Linked DNA regions of Gossypium hirsutum: region 2 is linked to region 1. Evidence: chromatin contacts called from public Hi-C data. All regions are on one chromosome and are shown on one strand. The core of a region is the stretch at or near the end of the contact, and the rest is flanking DNA. Distances in the headings are between cores, read along the strand shown.

Region 1 (3,621 bases), core at 442-2,941:
TTTTCCATTTAAACTACCTCATTATGCAATTTTATAAGCAAAAACTAAAGATATTTTATAAGTGGATAATTTTCTTTTAATTAAAGTTATTATTATATTGATTTATTTTTTAATGTATATATGTATATTTGCATCCTACTCAAAATAGTAAGAAAATTTCGCCGAAATTCGAAAAAAGAAAAATGTTAGAATCCATTTGAAACATGGTAATTGGTATCATATCAGAATTGTGTGGATTCATTAATACGTATTGTCTCAGTTCTAAATCAGTAGCAAATCGTCTATGTTCTGTTTCAGTTAAAATTTTGGTATGTTTCGGTCATTTCAATGTATCTCAATCCGTTTCGATTAATATCAGTTTGTACCGGTTGATACAAAATTTTAGCATTTTAAACTAATTTTTAAAAATTTTATTTTAACCATTTTCATTTTCCAAAATTACATTTAAAATGGAAAATGAAAAGTTATTAAATTGAATTATTCAACCCAATTAATCAATTTAAAACTTACATTTAGATATAAATATATATGGATATAATTGAGATATATTTGCATGTTAATATAATATATAATTTATTTTTTAATCAAAATAACATAATTTATGAGAAATAAAAATTAGACTATAACTATATATAAAATATTGAAATTTATATATAATTTATCAAGAAACTAAAAATTAGACTATAAATATGAATATGCGAGAAAATAATTAAAAACATTTATATCGAAACAAGCGGGTATAGATATGTACTAGTACTAAGACAAAAACGGTACGGCCACAGGTACAATAATAACTACCTTGATTTGAACTCAAAATCCTTTTCAATTAAATTTTATGAAATATATGTTGGTCTAACTCAAACTTGAAAGTCTTAACTTAAAAGGAAGCACCTGTTTGCATGGGTTTGAATCGTGTTACCCCTATTCCCTACTCTTAATATTGTATAAAAAAACTTGAAAAGATATGAAAATTAGATGATAAAAGGGAGACAATAACTTAAATCCTATTCTAAATAGACTTAGAAATAACTCGTGCTTAGACGAATCCATGAGTTAGATGGTTGGAGTAAGGAGTTTGTAGCAAAGGATGCAATCACAAAACGATGGTTCGGATAACATGGGGTTGTCTTGGAATAAATGTATTGGAAGTGGGTTGAGTGCATTTAGAATTAGGAGATTGGGGTGTTTTTCTTTCTTTTTATTTTTTTTCTCCCAACGATCGATTAAAGTGGTTGAAAAAGTAAAGGAAATAATTGAAGGAAAAGGTCGTTCATGTTGGGATTTTCCACCCTCCCAAAAAGCAATGCTTTTTTGTTGGCAATGCTATCTTGCCCAAACCTCAGCCTGCTTTTTATCTTTTTTCTTCTTTTGGCCTGTGTGTTCGAATATATTATTGTGCTGTTTAAGGTATTTTCATTAATGTTAATTTTCTTTCTTTCTTTCTTTTTCTAAAAAATAACAATGGATATCTTAATTTTTATAAAAGAGATTTTATTATTTATATTTGAAATTATTGGAAAACCCTCAAAATTTATCCAAGGATGTTACAATATTCTATAGGTTCTTGGAATTTGTGGTTGGGAAAAGCTCAATTTACAATATTCTATCCATCATGGAAAGCCCTAGCATTACATGTGGGTGTGTAGGCTAGCATTTAATTTCATGCTTCACTCCATGATGTCATTTTTTTTTCTCATTGTGGGGGTGGGCAAGGTTCAAGATATGGACTTGTCAATGGACAAGTTGCAGTGCATACAGATGCTTTATGACCCTATAACATAAAACAAACCCATCATCCATTATTGTTTTCACATTTTATTGCTTAATAATTTTTCAGATTTATATTTAATATATACTTGTCAGTGAAATAAAATTATCTTTTAACAATTTTATTGAAATGATATTATTTAATTTACACATCTATAATTATGTAATAAGTATCAACTTTAATTTTCTTTCTTATAATTTGGTGGAAAAGCTAGCTCGACTTACCAAATTAATTGAAGATAACAAAAAATTGATTTTGTAAAATCATATTTGTATTATAACTATCTTAACTCTTAAATTGATTTGTGTTTGTGATTGGGACTCGGCCTTGAAAATTTTGAGATTATTTTGATTTCTTGGGTTAATTATCAATTTAGTGTATGTAATAATTGATTAGATTATGATTATGTATATAGATTTAATTATGATTACAACTCTTTCACAATTTCAAAAATTAGATTTACTTATTTTATGTTTTTTTAGTATTTTTCGTTTTCTACATTCAACTTTTTTAGGTTGTTGGTAGTAGTTTTTCCAATACCTTTTTCGTATTTTTTTTTTAATTTCAATCCATATTATCGTGATTTTATCCACAATTTCATAGTTTTATTTTGTTCATAGTTTCGCAGTTTTGTTCTGTACAAAATTTTTGTGGTTTTGTTTTGTCCACTATGTTTTCTTTAAAAACATATGCGATTTTATTTTTACTTTTAATTTTTAGTCATGTTCTGGCACATATGCGAGATTTGTCAATATAAGGGTGCTATTAGATCTATTAGGAACCGTTCTTGAAGGACTTTATTATGATAGATCATAGTGATGGTGATAGATTCAAGATGATGAGGAGAAGAATAGGCCATCTAAGACTTGGTCTTTTGTGCATCATTGATGCGGTGGGTTTCTTGGGTCTTTAGGCAATTTTTTCTTGGTCAATCGGTGTTTATCATCAAGTTGATTTGATGATGGTGAAGCTAGGATGCAAATTTCAGCAATTTGATCAAGTTGATGAATCTATTATTTTGTTTTTGAATTATTTCAGTATTGCAGCTGCTGTCAAATTGTCTTTTTTTTTTTAGATTACTTTGCAGACATGACATTTGTGCATTAATTTGCAATGATTTATTTATTGTTTGTACTTTGTGTCATGTCTTTGCATTATTATTATTCATGGTTCCTATTAATAATAGTATTTTCTTTTAAAAAAATTTAAATTTAGTTCAAATCTCCTTTTTATATTTTTTATTTTTTAATGAAATAATATTTTAATTTATAGAAACCGTAAACAGCAGTAATATGTAGGCATGATACATAGTATAGAATGACAAATAAAAATGCCTACAAGAGTTCGATAGAAGGGAAAGACAAACTAACAATAAAAACACTTTGAAGGTTAAAAAATGTATTAGAGATGCATCAACTCGATCAACTACCAATTATTGTTTCTTACCCTATCATAGGTAGACTATCCCAATAGCAAATTCCGGTTATAAACCACCAAAAATTCTCACCACATCAATAATGCATGAAAAACCTTATCTCAAATGATCTATCATCATCATTATTATCTCGAAATCTAATCTTGCGATCACTATCACAATATTTTATGATAGAAAAAATCCTTTATAGATGTAACGCGTGCTTGGATTGGTAAATCTTATAAATATGTCAAAATGCATTTGGAAATAAAATTAATTATTAAATAGAAGCAGCTTATTTATTTATTTATTTATTACCGACTCAGCTGAATTTAATTGATTAAATAGGAGCAGATGGTAGAGAGCTTCCAGAACATCAAAGCCACTATCGGCCTTGTATTCCTGAATATTATCTAGACTCATTGTACTTTCTTATTGT
Region 2 (3,621 bases), core at 404-2,903, 40 kb after region 1:
TAAACTCCGATCGCTATTAGGCCGTTTCGGTGATCGATGTAATCTTTTAAATTCAGGCCTAAAGTTTTCACCTGCTGGGAAGGTTACAGAGAACCAATAATTTTAATTATTATTTGAATTTTTAATATTATTGAAGAATTATTGATCCACAAAATATCAATCTTTTAATATGGTATTTGAAATTTTCTTTTTATTATTTTTGAATTTTTGAATAAGTAAATATATTTTTAATTATATATAAAAATCAAAAATAAATTAAAATTTAATTACAAAAATTAAAAATATATTACTTAAAAACTAATAAATTAAACACGTAAAATCACATGCAATACATGTGCTATTAGAAACTAGTAATACATAAAAGTACGAGTTTAGAGAAACTTTTGGACCAATGAGAATACTATTTATTATTCATTAGATTACTAAATTGGCATTAGATAAAACTATTTTTTATTTTTTAAAATAATAGAATTTTTATTCAACTATATAACTAAGTTGAAGTCTACAGTATTAAGAATAAATATATTAATTAATTATTAATAACTGATAAAATTGTATCAATAATAATTTTTATGGTCTGAACTACAGAGTTGAGCATATTAATTAATTATTAATGTATATTATTTTAAATTAATTATTATTTAATTAGTGTTACAATTATATACGAGCGAATATTAAGATTTACGAAATTTAAGTATTTTCAAATAATATCACCAAAAAAATGGAAATTATTAGCATTGGTACATTTGAAGTGTCTAAAAAATGATGGAGTATTAAAGTATTAAATTTTCGAAGAGGAAATTTCAAGTCATACTCAAATGACAATTCCACATGGAGAGGTGAAAAATCATTTTAATCAATGATAAGGTAAAATCATGATATTCTTTCATCACACATTTATTTAGTTGATTATATATATTATACTTACCATTATTCACTTTTCTCTATCATTCTATTGTCTAATGTGAAATTTTCACTTTATAATTGTACATTCTTATCATTTTGTAATTACTATTATAATTATAATTTTATAATAATTTGCAAGTCCAAAATAATTATATTTATTTTTACTTTATGCTATTTTATAATAATTCCAAAAATATCGTATTGTTTTAAATTGTTTCTTACTTGGAATAAAAATTTACTTTTACTTTTATATTAAAACCAAATTTAATTTTTTAACAGAGTAAATTTAATAAAATATTAAATTGCACTTTATATTAGTTCTAAAATATATTTTTATAATTTTTTTAACAATTTCATTATAGTTATGATTAGATCTGCTCTTTTTAATACAAAACTTAGAATTACTCATAGTCCCTCTCCAACCAATAATTAAGAGGACAATATGCTCCTCCTATATTGACAATAATACCCATGTAAATCGAGTTAAAATTCAATGATTATTTTTCTAGTATTTTAAATTATTAGAAGTTATATAAGTAATATGTGATTATAAAATATTTAAATTATTTTATGGTACATGGAAAAATAATGAATCAGGTAGTATTAGAAAAAAGTCAAAATTTGATTACTTTGTAATTATGTAGCTCAATATCCTTTTCAATCTCTTTAGCATCTTTTGCCTTTAGTTTATGATAAAAACATAATGAAGTGGGGTGAGGTGTTACGGTCTCCGTACGGAATTGTACCTTTGCTAATTTCCAAGAGAAAAGGAACAAGTTTCATTAAAGCGCACCTAAATATAGCTTTCCAGTTTTGTCCTATAATAACAATATTTTTATAATATAAACGAAATAATGATTTTTTATTTTATAAATGTATTTTTTTGGTGAAATATTTTATTATAAATATTGAATACGAACAAATATCATTTTGAATTGTCTTTATAAAGAAAAGGGTTATATTTGGGTGGTGTGCACGCCTGCCAACGCACAACAGCAATTTCCAACCAATAAGACAATTGCCACATGGGATGTGGTCACATCCACATGCAGATTGATTAAATTAATTCATAAATTACCCTTTCTATTTTTTGACATATTATCAATTACCTACTTACTATTTACTATTACTATTATTATTATTTTATTACTTTTTTTATTGATGGACCGACCATGACAAATTGACAAATTAATCTGGACCCACCTTTTGAAACCAATAATGAAACTATGAAACCATTTTGTCATAGTAGGTTTGTTTTTTTTTTTTTTAACATTACATGAGATAATTCGATAAAATTTTGATATTGAGTAATTTATTTTATATTAATTTTAATTATATCACAGTGTTAATGTTTTTTTTGTCAATTTTATATAATTTTAATAGTTTTTAAAGTTTACACATTCTATCTATATATTTGAAGTTAAAGGTTTTTTTTAGAAAGCTATTTTGTTATATAAATTTTTTATATATATTTTTTCTAGATAATTTTTTAGAATCATGACTAATTTGATCAAATATGTAAATATTGAGGGTTTAATTTTTTATTATATCTATCAAAATCATCTTTTAAGATAATGCATTTCAACACACTTGAAATTACATCTTCCTACATTGATACCAATCGAGCTAAGACTGCATGATAAAAATTAACTTTTAAAATTAATAGTGGAGTATTGCTTAAAATCTAAATATATGACAATATTTGAATGAAAAATATTTGATATATTTTGTTGTCATTTGAAATATAATGTGTTAAAAATTTTAATATATATTGTTTTAAAAATATTGGAACATTATATTTATTAATTCGTATAATGTCAAATTTAGCTCTCAGCATTTATACTTTTTGTCAATTTGACCCTTATCTTTTAAGTTAAATTTGACCCTCAGCCTTTTAAAAAAAGTCGATCATTCGCCTTTCAAAAAGAGTTCAATTGTTTTTTTTTTAAATTGAAATACTAACTAAAATGTTAAATTTTTAAACATGGCAACTCGAATGACAATCCACATGTACTTCATGCTTTTCTTTTTGAATTTTTATGAACTTTTTATATTTTTTTTGAATTTTAATTTTTTTAAATTAACTATTGACATAATATATAAGACAAATAGTACCATGTCAACATGAAAGTACACATGGATTGCCATGTAGATTGTCACACCAACATCGTTAAAAAATTAATATTTTAGTCAACATTTCGGTTAAAAAAATGATTTGACTCTTTCAAAAGGTTGATGATCAAATTTAGCGCTAAAAAAGAATAATGACCAAATTGACAAAAGATGTAGATGTTAAAGGTTAAATTTGATATTATGCCTTATTAATTTTATTATTATGGGATTTGTTTTTATTAGATCATCACAATCATAATTAAAGCAGTAGTTGGTTCCAATTAAAGAGATTCTTATGCAAACAGCATCTTAGATTGCTTTGGTGTCATACATTATTTATGTCTTTTAATAAGGATTTGAGATTTTGTGTTAGTTCATAAAGATTTAAGATTTTACAGATAAAATCAGGTATTCGTTGATGCTAATTAAAATAGTGATTCTACCATAACAACAAAGAGATGTGCTATGGAATACCTTTTTATTGGACTTCTTTAAATTAAAATACAAATCTTACTAATCTATCGTCACATATTTATTAGTTGTTAAAATAAACATTACATTTGTTTAATATAAAATCAACATTTATTATATTTTATCCAAATT

Evidence for each region. A called contact is a pair of places that touch in the nucleus more often than the background predicts.
Region 2: a contact with region 1 is called in a Hi-C map of leaf, with 1.8 times the contacts expected there. The contact joins two enhancer-like sites. A contact is called at or near these places in 14 of 34 Hi-C or Micro-C datasets (anther, callus, cotyledon and 5 more).

The regions. Positions count from the first base shown.
Region 1 is chrD03:37,420,435-37,424,055 of Gossypium_hirsutum_v2.1, forward strand. No RefSeq gene overlaps it. Among protein-coding and RNA genes, the nearest start is that of LOC107950098, 17 kb to the left of the region's middle. Within about 2 kb of position 1,692, at least 4 of the 9 cell types and tissues checked have an H3K27ac peak or open chromatin away from gene starts, as enhancers often do. A contact at or near this core is called in leaf, where this site is marked.
Region 2 is chrD03:37,460,683-37,464,303 of Gossypium_hirsutum_v2.1, forward strand. No RefSeq gene overlaps it. Among protein-coding and RNA genes, the nearest start is that of LOC107950097, 32 kb to the right of the region's middle. Within about 2 kb of position 1,654, at least 3 of the 9 cell types and tissues checked have an H3K27ac peak or open chromatin away from gene starts, as enhancers often do. A contact at or near this core is called in leaf, where this site is marked.